Linked DNA regions of Sus scrofa: regions 2 and 3 are each linked to region 1. Evidence: chromatin contacts called from public Hi-C data. All regions are on one chromosome and are shown on one strand. Each heading gives the region's core, a stretch centred on a gene start, on an enhancer-like site or on the middle of the called end of the contact. The rest is flanking DNA. Distances are from core to core; before and after follow the strand shown. Region 1 holds the start of BAIAP2 (brain-specific angiogenesis inhibitor 1-associated protein 2). Region 2 holds the start of BAHCC1 (BAH and coiled-coil domain-containing protein 1). Region 3 has its middle 18 kb from the start of ACTG1.

What was found. Hi-C and Micro-C count contacts between places; a contact is called where the count stands out from the background.
Region 2: a contact with region 1 is called in a Hi-C map of heart right ventricle, with 2.5 times the contacts expected there. The contact joins the promoter of BAHCC1 here to the promoter of BAIAP2 in region 1. A contact is called at or near these places in 3 of 47 Hi-C or Micro-C datasets (embryonic fibroblasts, heart right ventricle and liver).
Region 3: a Hi-C map of skeletal muscle shows a contact between it and region 1, with 4 times the contacts expected there. The contact joins the enhancer-like site here to the promoter of BAIAP2 in region 1. A contact is called at or near these places in 4 of 47 Hi-C or Micro-C datasets (embryonic fibroblasts, liver, skeletal muscle and 1 more).

Annotation. Positions count from the first base shown.
Region 1 is chr12:1,664,833-1,669,113 of Sscrofa11.1, forward strand. It overlaps BAIAP2 (brain-specific angiogenesis inhibitor 1-associated protein 2), which reads right to left and starts at 2,116. Exons shown (of 14, transcript XM_003131154.5): 1 at 1,945-2,116. The coding sequence starts at 1,998. LOC110256155 (atherin-like) reads right to left here. Exons shown (of 9, transcript XM_021068069.1): 6 at 4,091-4,213; 7 at 3,895-3,973; 8 at 3,732-3,834; 9 at 2,236-2,733. The coding sequence ends at 2,236.
Region 2 is chr12:1,404,114-1,408,280 of Sscrofa11.1, forward strand. It overlaps BAHCC1 (BAH and coiled-coil domain-containing protein 1), which reads right to left and starts at 2,509. Exons shown (of 30, transcript XM_013989840.2): 1 at 2,268-2,509. The coding sequence starts at 2,445.
Region 3 is chr12:1,336,476-1,340,846 of Sscrofa11.1, forward strand. No RefSeq gene overlaps it. Among named protein-coding and RNA genes, the nearest start is that of ACTG1, 18 kb to the left of the region's middle. Within about 2 kb of position 2,681, at least 27 of the 83 cell types and tissues checked have an H3K27ac peak or open chromatin away from gene starts, as enhancers often do. A contact at or near this core is called in skeletal muscle and subcutaneous adipose tissue, where this site is marked.

The sequences.
Region 1 (4,281 bases), core at 866-3,365:
CTGCCCAATCGCTGTGCCAAAGTCCCCCAACCAGTACCAGCTCTTTTCCTGCTGGGGACCCTGAGCTCCCCAGTGACCAGCCACGGTAGGTATAGCGCTGCGCCCGAAGGCCCTCCGTCAGGCCACATCAGGCAGAAGAGCACCGCCCACAACCCCCAGCTGCCTGGTCTGTGCAGGCGCCCAGCACCTACTTCCCGACACGTCCAACCCGAAAGTCCTCGGTGTGTGCCACGCCTTCCCATGGGAGCTCAGGCATCAGCTGACCTGCCAGCACAGACCGCAGACCAGCCTGTTGAATGCACGCCCGAAGCCTCTGTTCTGCTTCCAGAGGGGCTGAAAGGCCCCAGGCACGCAGATCCCATCAGGTTGCTGCCACCGCCCTGCCAAGATTTCAACTTCAGGCCTGCAAACAAATCCCGGCTCCATCCAGAAGCCGCTCAGCTGGAACGGCGCGCCGGACTGCCCCGTTCAGGAGCGTTTTATTAGGGCCAGTCATGGGGTTCCCCACCGCAAAGCGTGCCACGCACCCCCTCCTCATTCTCCCCACAAAAGTTCCTGTTTAATGGTTTCAGTGCAGAAGCAGGAAAAACGGGAAAAAACACCAAGACCAGCACTTCTCTTCCACCCCCTGCACAAATGAGCAAGTGGTAATGGAACTAATGACTAATAATTTAATAAACCGCCCTCCCCTGACAGCACTTACAGAGCAACACGAGCAAAAACGCATGCCTCCACCTCGACGTGACACAAACATGAAAACCCCAAAGGCTGTTCCTCTTACAGGCGCCGCTTCCTCGCCAGTCTCCACTCCCTTTACCAGCAGCTCTAACACGGCTTCGGAACTGACTTGGTCAACCCCGACCCGGCTTCAGGAGCCTTCCAGGTGACCCGGCAACAACTTTAAAACCTTTCTTAGAAGCCGCGATTGACTGCAGCCGCCCCGGACTCCAGCTGAAAGCTATGGGCCCCCCAGAGGCCTCCCTCCGCGCAAGCCAAGAGGGCTTGGCAGGCCGCGGGCTAAGGCGGCACAGCCGTAGTTGTTTAACACAATTAGAAACTGTTGCTCGGCCAGCGCGCTGCAACCCCAGTCCGCCGCCATGAACCAGCAACGCCGCCGCGTAAACACCACCTCGGAGCCTCCGGGCCCGCCACTTCACCCCCAGACAGTTTTGGCATCGAGCACAGCTCGGTAAGGGGACCGCGTGGGCCGCCAGGGCACGCATCTCCCGCAAGAAAAAGCCGCCCAGAACAGCCCGGAGCCACCAGAGCCTGGGTCTGCGCGGGTGGGGGCGGGGGTCCAAACCGAGAAAATGGATGCTAAAAACGGCAGCCCGCGTGCCTGCCAACGTGCCCCCAAGGCGCAAAACCGGCCGGGCGGGGGCGGCGAGGGGTCCTGCGGGCTGCGCGGAGCTCAGACCCACACCCGCGCGTTCCGCACCAGGGGATGCGAGCCGACTCCTCGCACATCAGTAGCAGAGGCAGGCGCGCCAGCCTCCTACACAATTAGTCTTCTCCCTCCGCGGTTACATAAGATGACGGATTATCTGTCCACCCATCCAACCTGCCCGCGCGCGACCTCCCACCCGGCCACGTCCACTGACTCCGAAAAGGAGTTGGGAAAAAGCAAAGCCTGTTGAGAAAAAAAGTGCCCAAGGCTTGCGTAACCGCGCCGGGCAGGGCCACCACCGCGCCAGGCGACCAGCAGCCGCGCGGCCCGGGACCCCAGGAGCCTCTGGACGCCGCAGCCGGGCGCCTGCGCCCCCACCCCACTCAGGTCCGAGGGCTCCGGCCCCGGGCGCGCGAAGAACGCACGGAGGGGCGCGCGGGGCTCTCGGGGCGAGGACGCCCGCGCCATCCTATGCCGGAACGGCGGCGGGTCCCGGCGGCTGTGCGGGGAAGACCCCCGTGGGCCCAGGGTCCGCCCCGGGCGGGCGCGGGGCTCACCTTGTAGACATTTTCCGTGAGCCGGTGCATCTCCTCCGAGCGAGACAGCGACATGGTGCTGGTCCGGCTGCACCACAGACCGGAACGGGAGCGTGAGCGGCGGCGACTGCGGACGCAGCAAAGACTGCGGGTAAAAGACGCGCGGAGCCGGACCAAGAGCGCGGCTGCTCGCCGGCGGCTACTTTTATAGCCGTCCAGGCCCCGCCCCCTATAGGCCCCGCCCCCGTGCGCCCGCCCCCGCCGCACCCGGATCACCGCCCCCGGCCACCCGCCCCCGCCCAGCCGCTGCTGCTAGGCAACCTGCAGGCCCCGCCCCCGCGACGCTTTTTCCATTGGTGCGTTCCGGAGACGGGGGAAGGGGGCGGACACAAGGGCGGAGCTTGTGGGCCGGAGCCAGGCAGTAATTGGCTCGTGGCGCCGTCGATCGCGGGGGAGGAGGCGGAGGCGCACCGCGGGCTGGGGCCCTGGGAACAGCCTGGGGGGCCCCGGCGACAGCCGGGCTGGGGGCGGGGAGGCGGGGGCGGGGTAGCGCAGGAAGAAGGCAGCAGAAGGCGTTGGGTGGGGGGACGCCGATGGCAAACGCGAGTGGGGGCTGCACTTCGCAAAGTGCCGAGTGCCCGCGGCGGGCTCTTGGGCGTCGCTGCCCCGAAGGCGGCCGAAGGCGCAGGGGTCGGGGGCTCGCGCTGAGGAGAGTAGGGTCCCTGGGTGTTTGGCCGCCTGCTGCGCGGGCTTGGCGAAGGATGGTGAGAGGCCGGCGCGCTGCCCGGGGGACCCGGCGGGGTCCCGGCACTTTTGGAGGTAAGTTCACCGGGCAGCGGCGACCCCCAGGCCAGCCCTTCTGAGGAGGGAGGAGGACGGGCTCCGGAGAAGGAAGGATCCTGGGGCGAACCCAGAAGAGGGGTGGACCCTGGGGGGACGACCCTGGAGGGGTGCATCTTGGGGAGGGGTTGGAGCTGGAGAGGGAAGGGGAGGGACCTGGGTTGCGGAAGAGGACTCTGGGGAGGTGGGGGGGGCAGATTCTGGAGGGGGCGGATGAGGAGGGGAGGGGATGAGGAGGAGAGGTTTGAGGGCCGACAGTTAAGCAAAGAGAGGGCCCTCGTGGGGGCAGAAGACCCTCATTGGGGGGAGTTTCCGTGGAGAGGGAGGACCCCGTGGCGTGGGAAAATCTGGGGGGGAGAGAGCCGCTCTAGATGGATGAAGAAATCAGAGGTACCAGGTTTTTGGAGGCGAGTCATGGAGGGTTCTGTTGAGGAAGCTGACCAAGTTGGCACACAGGGTTCCCAGCACAACTCCCTTGGAGGAATATTTACGTGAATTAGACTAATTTAGAGGGATTCTTTCCTTTACATTGTGAACCATCCATTCTAAGTGTTTCCTTTTCGTTGAATCTGACCTTCTTCGCCAGCATCACCAGCATCCCATCCCTGGACCGTCATGCCTTCAGCTTCGGACACCCAACACGGCCGGAGGACCCCACAGATAGTTGGGGGCTGACAGTTTGCTCCGCAGGGCTGTCGACCTGAACCGGCCACACGCTACCTCACAAGGATTCGAAAAAAATGGAAGCAGTGTTCTAGAAGCGGTTGTCTCCCTTAACCTCGAGCTTTTGTTTCTACAGACGCTCTCATTTTAACTTTCTTTCCACCGTCAGCCCGGCTTCCTCCACCCTGTTGCTGTCGGTGTTTTAAGGTAGATCCCAGGGTATGTAATTTCCGAGATTCTTTTGGTTGCAAGGGATGGAGAGTCAGCTCAAACTGGCTCTTACAACGAGGGCGTGGTTGGCTCACATGACGGAAGTCAGACCAGTCTTCCTTCTTCAGCGCCTTTTTCAGGCCAGCCAGCGGCAGCACACGCTTCGTCCCTCCAGCCCTGGGACTGAGGTCCACTGGCCTGAATGGGGTCAGGGGCCAGCGTGGAGCTGGGTGGGACCAGGGAAGAGCTGCTGCTTACCAGAGGGAGGTGGAGGCTGGCGACGTGGGCGTCGTCACTGTGGGGGAGTCAGCGGTCTCGGGGCTGGGCTGTCCGCTGCCTCGGCCGGGACACAGCAGAGAGGGGAGGGGCCTCTCCATGAGAGCTGCGGGGCCCTGAGCCCCCGCCCCGCAAGATCCTGCCCGTGACCGCCCCTCCTGCCCAGTGGGATGCTCACGTTTGGTAGCCGCTGAGGCGGGAGACACCTCACAGCCCAGACCGCCATCCAGGTGGGCTGATCGCTCTGCGGCCTCATCTCGGCCTGTGCCCTCCAGCTGGCAGCTAGGCCGGAGGGGAACAGCTGGGGGGAAGCCAGCGGTCAGAAGAGCCTCCGCAGGGCACCTGTGGCAGGTGAAAATGAGCTCATGG
Region 2 (4,167 bases), core at 1,259-3,758, 260 kb before region 1:
CCTGCCCGTGGGGGAGGCAGGCAGGGTCTGGGTCAAGGACACAGACCGGGCCAGCGCCCACCCAATTTCTCCAAACCCTCCGTGGCCCACGATCTAAGGACCACGTGGTCAAACTTGGAAGGAGCAAGACAATGGTTCGGGCCACGCAGCCCACGTTCCTACCTGACTTGGTGGTGCCTGCATCTGGAAAGAAGGGCAGAGAGGAGAAATGGCGGCGGACCAGGACCTGGCCGGGCTGTGGGGACTGGATGGGGATGAGAGAGGCAGCAGTGACCTGAACTGACAGGGAATCCGTCCTGGCCATGCCTCCCCAGGGGGGACAGCCCAGGCCTGTCTGCGCTCTACTGGCACAGCCTTGGTGTCAGGGGCCCTTCCGACCCTCATGTCTGCTACCCTCCAGGCTGGAGGGCATGGCCAATGGGGGGGGCAGGGGGGCTGCAGCCGCTCCCTTCCCATCCCCCTGACCAGCAGGCTCAGCCTCCCAGCCTCAGCAGGCACCAGCAGCCTGCAGCCAGAGAGGGCGGGTGGGGAAGCTGTGGCACTGTCCCTGCAGCCACCACGAGCCCCCAACCCCAGCTCCCCAGTGTGGGCTGAGCTGGGTGGGCGGTGTCTCCGATGAAGGTGCAGGACACGGAAGCTCAGGGACAGCCAGGCCAGATATTTAAAATCACCAACTGCCCAGGCAAGTACTTTTGCTCTTCCGAGGTAAAAATCCAGCAGAGAAAGAAAGAAAGAGAGAAAGAGAGAAAGAGAGAAAGAAAGAAAGAAAGAAAGGAAGGAAGGAAGGAAGGAAGGAAGGAAGGAAGGAAGGAAAGGGAGAGGAAGAATGAGGAGCAAGAAGCAGGGAAAAAGCAGCCTTGCAGAGGGCTCACAGCGGAACAGCAAGCGGCGCAGGGCTGACTCCAGCCGAGAGCGCTGCGTCCGGGCCCCCTCCACTCCCACCCGGCTCCAACTTTTTGAGTCTCGACATGCAGCAAATGCTCAAAGCCCACTAGCAATTAAATAATTTCTCGTTGTTTTTTTTTTTTTTTTTTAGGAAATTTACATTATTCTTTCTGCGGGCTCTCCCTTCTGACATTTTCCCTTCTCGCCTGACTCTGCCATCCGTTTTAATCCACACACTAATTGTAATCCCATTAAAGCAGATATAATTTTATTAGTATTCACAGTTCATCAAGCTACCAATAAGAACTGTTACTGCCAAATCACCATCAACAACAGCAACAACACGGCACCCACCGTTTTGATGTTTAGAGCACACTGTAAACAAAAGCAAGCCAACCTTCCAGGGTGACCGGCAGGTCCCCCACAGGCGCAGCCCCTCCAGCTTCCTGCCAACTTAGTCGGCGCTGGCCAGTGATCTCCAGGGTCTCGGGAGGTAGCGGCCCCTTGGCCATCCTGTCCCTGGCCCTGGTTCGCCTCCGACCTTGCCAAACAGGAATATCAAAGCCACCCGACAAGGGGCCCGCTCTGGAGGCCTGGAGAAGACCGGAGTGCGGGATGGCCCTGGCTCTCTCCTCTTGGAGCAAATTCGCAGGGAACTCGCCTGCACCGAAATCCAGAGGCTGCCCCCGCGGCCGCCCCCAGCCGAGCCGGCGCCGGCTCTGCCCTCCCCCGGGGCGCAGGCCCTAAGGCTGGGCCGCGATCTGGCCACGCTTTGTCCCGGCTTTAGCAGGATACCAGAGGCACTTGTTAAAGCAAATGCATCTCCTGCAAACCCATTCTCGCCCTGACACTTCAAGGCTTTATATAGAAACAGGATTTGCTCGTCTTACACCAGCAGTCCCTATTAACGCTCACCCCGCGCGCACACCGCCCTAATCCGCCAGGCCGCGGCACCCCCCCCCCCCCGCGTCACAGCAGCCGTTTTGTTCCCGCAGAAAGTGCCTCGTTGTCCCAGGCCCGGAATGGCTTAAGGATGTGAATGCAGAATGCAGAAATGAGGTTTCCGCGGAATTTAGTTCTGCTGCAGGAAGGGGTGGGGGGAGGGTGGCAGGAGGGGAAAGGCTTTATTTTTAGCCGGCTCCTGGGATGCCCTTCCGAGACCCCCGGGGGACCCCAGGGAAGGTCGCTCGAAACCGCGATGCTCCGGCTCGCGGGGCCCGCAGGACGCGCGGGCCGCCGCCGGTGCCAGAGCAGGGAAATGAAACCGAAGGCTTCTCCGCAAAGGCTCCAAGGAGAAGGGAGGGACGGGCGCCCTCCGACCCTGGACCTTGCCCAGCTCGCCGCAGGGCCTCCTCTCCCGCGCCCGGCCGCCCAGCACTGACCTGTGTGCGAAGCCATGGGCAGCGGCGACGGGAAGTACTTTCCGGGCTGGAAGTGCGCCGGGGGCTGCGCGGCGGGTCCGGCCGGGGCGAGGCGCGCGGCAGCAGCGGCGCTGCGGTGGCCCAGGCTCCCGCGCTCCGACAGCAGATGCGGCGGCGGTGCGAAGTCGCGGCCATCCATGCCGGGCCCCGGCCCCGGCCCCGGCCCCGGCCCGCCGCCTCCCGGGAGCAGCGCGGCCGGGGCCCGGGAGCGGCTCGGCGCGCGGGCGGCGCGCGGGCGACGCGGAGGCGGCGGCGTCCGGGGTCACCGGTGGCGGCCACGGAACGGTCAGCACACCGGTGGACTGGGCTCCTGGGAGGGCGGCCGCGTGCCGAGCCGGCGGCCGCCGTGCGGATCCATAGTCTGCGGAGGCAAGCAGAGGAGACTCGGTGACTCGGGGTCTCGGCTCGCCCGGGGGGGGGTCCCCACCCTGCCGGTGCCCCCCCCCCCAGCCCCCCGCTCCGCCGGCCCGAGCCGCGGCCAGGCCGGGCGGCGGGGCCCGGAGCGCTCCGCGCGTCTCCCCGCTGAACGCGCGCGCGCCGGCCACCTGGGCCGCCCGGATCCCCGCGCGCACACGCACCGTCCCGGCCACGCTCCGCCGGGTGGAGCCCGAGGGAACCCGGCCGCACCGCTCGCCGCTTCCCCTTCGCAGGTCCCTGCGGCGAGGGCGCCGCGGCGAAAGGCTGCTGGCTCCGCTGGGTGATAAAAACCCAAATCTGCGAAGCCATCACGCACACACAGACACAGTCGCGCGCGCGCGCGCACACACACACACGCACGCACACACACACCCTCTCCCCTCCCCCGCTGCCCAAAGGTGTCTCCGAGGAAAGGCCTGGGGTCCACACTAGCTTTTTTTCCTCTCTCCCTATTCCGAGGTTCAGCTTTTACTGCATTCCGCTTAACCGAATAACCATGCTAATTAAGCGAGTAATTTTATTGATTGTAACTCAAGAGTTCTTTCTTTTTTTTTTTTTTTAATAACCTTCCTTTCGCCCCTCTCCCATCCCCCTATGCGTCTTTGGGTCCATTCTTTTGAACCCAGCCCCCCTCCCGAGCCCTAATGGGACCAGGCCCCCACCCCGCAGCGCCGAGCCAGGACCACGGGCCAGCTCCCCGGAGCCCCGGGAGTCGACGTCCGCCTCCGGCGTCCCCTGGGCCGCCTCGCCGCAGTGCCGGGCCTGCCGTCCCGGAGTCGGGAGCTTTCTGGCGAGGCTCGAACAATCACCCCGCCCCCCAGTCACATTCGCCCGGGATCTTCCTCTGCGGACTGGGGGCTGGGGGTTGGGGGGGCTCTGAGAATCAGAAATTGTTCTTTCTCAGCGCCCCAAATGGGCCAGGGAATTCCTCCCTTCGGCGCCTGCCCCCGGCCGCCAAGCCGAGGCCGGGCGCCCGGGGGGACCCGGGGGCACGGACAATTGGCCGGGCCCAGAGCAACCTTCCCCGCTGCTCTGGTCCCAGCGGACCTCAGGCCTCCGTCCACCTCCACCTCCAGGCTGGGCCACCGAAGGCCCCCCACCTCCCTTGGCTTCCACCCCACCCAACGCAGAGGCCACACTCCGAAGCGAAACCGGGGACAATTTCAGACGCTGGGTGCGGGGCGGCCGAGCAAGCGACACACACTGGCCGGCGGTGCCCCCGCCGCGTGGACCTCTTTCATGTTGCACACGTCTCCTCATTTCCTAAGTCTGCACTGTTTGAATGTTTGCGATCACCTCCGACAAAAGGGCGGTGGGTAGGCTCAACATTCTTAACAGCAAAATGTGCAGAATGCCTTCTGATTTTTTTTTTTTTTGGTCGTCCCACCCGTGACAACAAAGCGATTACGACGTTTTGCATTTTGTGAATACCATCTTAAATCGC
Region 3 (4,371 bases), core at 1,431-3,930, 330 kb before region 1:
AAAAACCGGTAGTAGCCCCCAGAACCAGCGTGGTCTTCTCCAGTACAAAGTGTTTCTCCTCTGTAGTTGATAAGTTATTTCCCCAAAATATATAGTTTGTAATGAAGACAATGCTTAAAACAAACAAACAAACAAACAAAAAACCCATGATGGAGTTCCTATTGTGGCCCAGAGGGTTAAGAATCCAACTAGAATCCATGAGGATGCGGGTTCAATCCCTGGCCTTACTCAGTGGGTTAAGGATCTGGCGTTGCCCTGAGCTGGAGTGTAGGTCACAGATGCAGCTTGGATCTGGTGTTACTCTGGTGTAGGCCAGCAGCTGCAGCTCCGATTTGACCCCTAGTCTGGGCCTTTCCATATGCTACAGGTGTGGGCCTAAAAAGCAATTAAAGGAGCTCCCATCCTGGCTTAGTGGAAACCAACCTGACTAGCATCCACGAGGATGCAGGTTCAACCCCTGGCCTCGCTCAGTGGGTTAAGGCTCCAGCGTTGTCATGAGCTGTGGTGTGGGTCACAGATGCAGCTCAGGTCTGGCTGTGGCTGTGGCTGTGGTGCAGGCCGACAGCTGTAGCTCTGATTCAACTCCTAGCCTGGGAAGTTCCATATGCTGCGGGTGAGGCCATAAAAATGCAAACAAACAAAAAAACCCCAAAAAACTCTTTGGGATGATGAAAAAACTCCGAAAATGGATAGGAGTGGTGGTTGCCAAACACTGTGATTGTACTTCATACCACTGAAAATGCCACTTGTACACTTGAAAATGGTTTTGAAAGGGCAGATTTTGGTATATGTATGTTTACAACTTTAAAAACGAATAATGTAATGTACCAAAGCCATGGAATTGTACTCTTTAAAACCGGTGAATTGTATTTTATTGGAAACAGCATTTGCCGTCTCTTTGCACCAAAAGTGCTCTTTTCCTGGATGTGGCAGGATTCGAGTTCGGAAGGACTGACTAGTTACTTAGCAGGTGTGAGTGCTTCTCTTCTCCATCCCACCTCGTGAGTTGCGAGGGGCAGAGTGCCTCAGGGGAGCAGCTCTCCCGCCCCCCTTTTTTTGTCTTTTTGTCTTTTAGGGCCGCACCAGCGGCACATGGAGGTTCCCAAGCTAGGGGTCGAATAGGAGCTGTAGCCGCCTGCCTATGCGAGCCGCGTCCGCGACCTACACCACAGCTCACAGCAACGCCAGATCCTTAAGCCACTGAGCGAGGCCAGGGATGGAACCCTTGTCCTCAGGGATGCTAGTCGGGTTCGTTAACTGCTGAGCCACGACGGGAACTCCAGCTCTCTTTTTGGTTCCCAAGTTACCTGCTACCCAATCAAGAATACCGGGGGCTAGGAGAGGCGGGGACGCTGTCCGCTGGGGTGCGGAGGGGTCCGCAGGCTGGATCTGGGAAGACCGCCAACTTCCCCTGAGCGCCGCCCGCGCTTCTGGTCCTCCGTTCGGCCGCCGTTCCAGCCGCGGCCGCTGGAGGGCGCCCCCGCACCGCTCCTGCCGGCCGGCTCCCTCCGGGAGAGCCCACGGCGGCGCCGGTGGTTGATCTCCTGGTTCACAGCAGCGTGGTCGACCTCGGAAGGGTGCGGGCGGGCGACGACGTGCCGCCCGAGGCTGCACAGCAGTTGGCGGAGGTCGGGCGAGGGGGGGCGGGGGTGCGAAAAGGCAGCAAAGACTCAGTGGATGGAGCAACCGCCACTCCTTCCTTACAGGGCTACGCACCTCCCTGTGAACTGCTCCTCTGCAAGCAAACTTGCACTAATCCCATCTCCTGAAGGGGGTGCCTACCCTCCAGGCTGAACACGCACTCCCCTTCAGACAAGACAGCAGACAGCCAAGATCTGGCATCGCTCTCCGGTCCCTCTGGCCCATCCGCACCACCTCCGGGCCTCAAAACCCTACCTTGGGGGGGAGGTCTGAGTTCGGAGGTCCTAAGCAGGTGACATGCAAGCAACAACCAGCCTCCCCGGCCCCTCCCACAGCCCCTCCTCCTCTGGCAGGCCCCCTGGCTCTAGCCGCGGGGCCCCAGATTCAGGCTGTTTCATGGTCGGCCGGCCAGGAAAGGGCGGCAGCCCCACTGATGGCCCTGGCCAGGGGCTGCGGCAGCTGCAAAGCTTTCTCCTCATCTCCAGGTGAATTAACCCTGGTCCCAGGCTAAGTTCTGGAAGTGGGACCCTCAGCCAGTCCCAGGCCCAGACACTGGTCAGTGCCCTTCCTCAGCCTCTGCCCCGTGGCTTCTGAGGGCTGGCAAATGACACTCTCCCGCTGACCAGTGGCCTCCACGGGAGTTCGCTGATGAGATGCCAGAGCCTCAGGTGGCATCATAATGGTCATTTGAAATCAAGGGACAGATGTGGTCTGGCTGTCCTGGGTGACAGTGAGATTGTCACCACTGTGGCACATGAAGAGCAGAGCAAAGCTCCTTTGTCACGTGCTGTGCCTGGTGGCAACTGGGCGAGCAGGGGTCTTGGCCTGACGTGTGGCAACCCTCCCTGCCCCAGCAGCAGCAACCCAAAGAGACGCCACCTGCCCTGAGGCTCTGGGGAAGGGCATTTGAGGAGGTGGCCCTGCTGCCCTGCCAGTCAGGGAACTGGGTGCTGCTCTGGCAGCCGGACGCTCCAGCAGCTGCTTGGCCTCCCAGGCCGTGGCCAGCCTTGGGTCAGCCAGGTCACAGAGCAGCCGGCCCCTAAATCATTCCGGGCCTGCCCAAGGCGGGGGGGCTTCCGCTCCAGGTGGGTGACCGGCGGCCCTTGCTATCATCTCCGAAGTCTGCTTCCTCTTCCCTCCGCTGGCTCCTCCAACCTCCCTGGGCGGCCTCCTCTCTCTCTGGTGGAGCCTGCAGCTTCCGGAGGCCTCCATGCGGGAGCCACAAAATGCCATCGAGAGGAGCCTGTGCTGTTGGGGAGCTCTGGAGCCCCCGTCTGCAGGGCTGACAGCTGAGAAGCCCAGAGGGCCTGCATCCTGGATGCAAACCTGCGCCAGCCCCCGCTGAGTTTCCTCCACCGCAGCCCCGGTAACTTGCCCCAGGACCCTCTTCTGGCTTTCGCTTTTGCGCCATGCCCCTCCCTCCCTCACTGAGGTCAGCACAGAGGGTCCCTGTCCCCACACAGCCAGGAAAGGGGTGTGTCCCACTTGCCTCTTCACCCCGCATTCTCACTGGCGAGATGCCCCCGGAGACAGGCTGTGTTGCCCCCTTGGCTCCGCTCCCTGTTCCTTCCCATTCACTGGGCTCCCGGCCACCCCGATGGGGCCTGTTTAATTGATTCAATTTGTCCAACAGTAAAAACACTCTGCAGATGTCAGCCTCCCACCACCCCACTCCCAGGGAGCCAGCAGACACCTGCCAAGGCCCTGAGGCTGGGAGTCCTTCCAGGGGCCACTACAGCCAGGCTGCGGGGGAGGCCTCTGACCCTGATGCTGCTTGCTGGGAGCTGGAGTGGGTGGCCCAGCACCCCAGAGCCAAGGAGTCACACCGAGTGAGGGCGTGCTCCACCCGTGACATGAAGAAGCGTTCTGGACACCAATCAGGTTCAAATCTGTCTTTCTTGGGGAATTACATTTTTTACAGACTCTCAGTTCTTTCCAGGTGGGTGACCACATTTTGGTCAAACTGTCCCTGAGCCGCTGTCAGGGCTCCATCTTCGCCACCAATACTGGCTTAGGGGCTCTTCAAAGTCAACGGGAGTTGGAGTTCCCGTCGTGGCGCAGTGGTTAACGAATCTGACTAGGAACCATGAGGATGTAGGTTTGATCCCTGCCCTTGCTCAGGGGGTTAAGGATCCGGCGTTGCCGTGAGCTGTGGTAGAGGTTGCAGACACGGCTTGGATCCCGTGTTGCTGTGGCTCTGGTGTAGGCCTGCTGCTACAGCTCCAATTGGACCCCCAGCCTGGGAACCTCCATATGCCTCGGGAGTGGCCCTAGAAAAGGCAATAAAAAAAAAGACAAAAGACAAAAAAAAAAAACCAGTCAATGGGGGTTGCAAAGGGCGCTGAGGAAACGGTGGGCCCTGACCTGCCTGGCAGGGGCCCTGTCCCACCTCAGTGGTCTCTTTAGCTGCTGTATCATGGGACGAACGGAGCTGAACCTCTAGACTCCCAGAGAGGGGATCCGAGCCTGGAGAGGACCTCAGGCCCCAGTCTGGAGATCGGGAGCCCTGTGTCCACAGCCTGGACAGCACTGCAGCCTGGCTGCCTCCCAGGATGTGTGTGGCCACCAAGGCACTGGGCGATGCCTCCAGATAGTTTCTGGAGGAAGGTGGTGACTTTGAGGAAAAGAGACCAGACTGAACGCCTGACCCCCTAGCCCAGCCCAGTGCTCTTTCTCCCGGCAAGGGCCCTGGCTCCTAGGGCCACCACTTTCCACCCCCGAGGGGGGCCC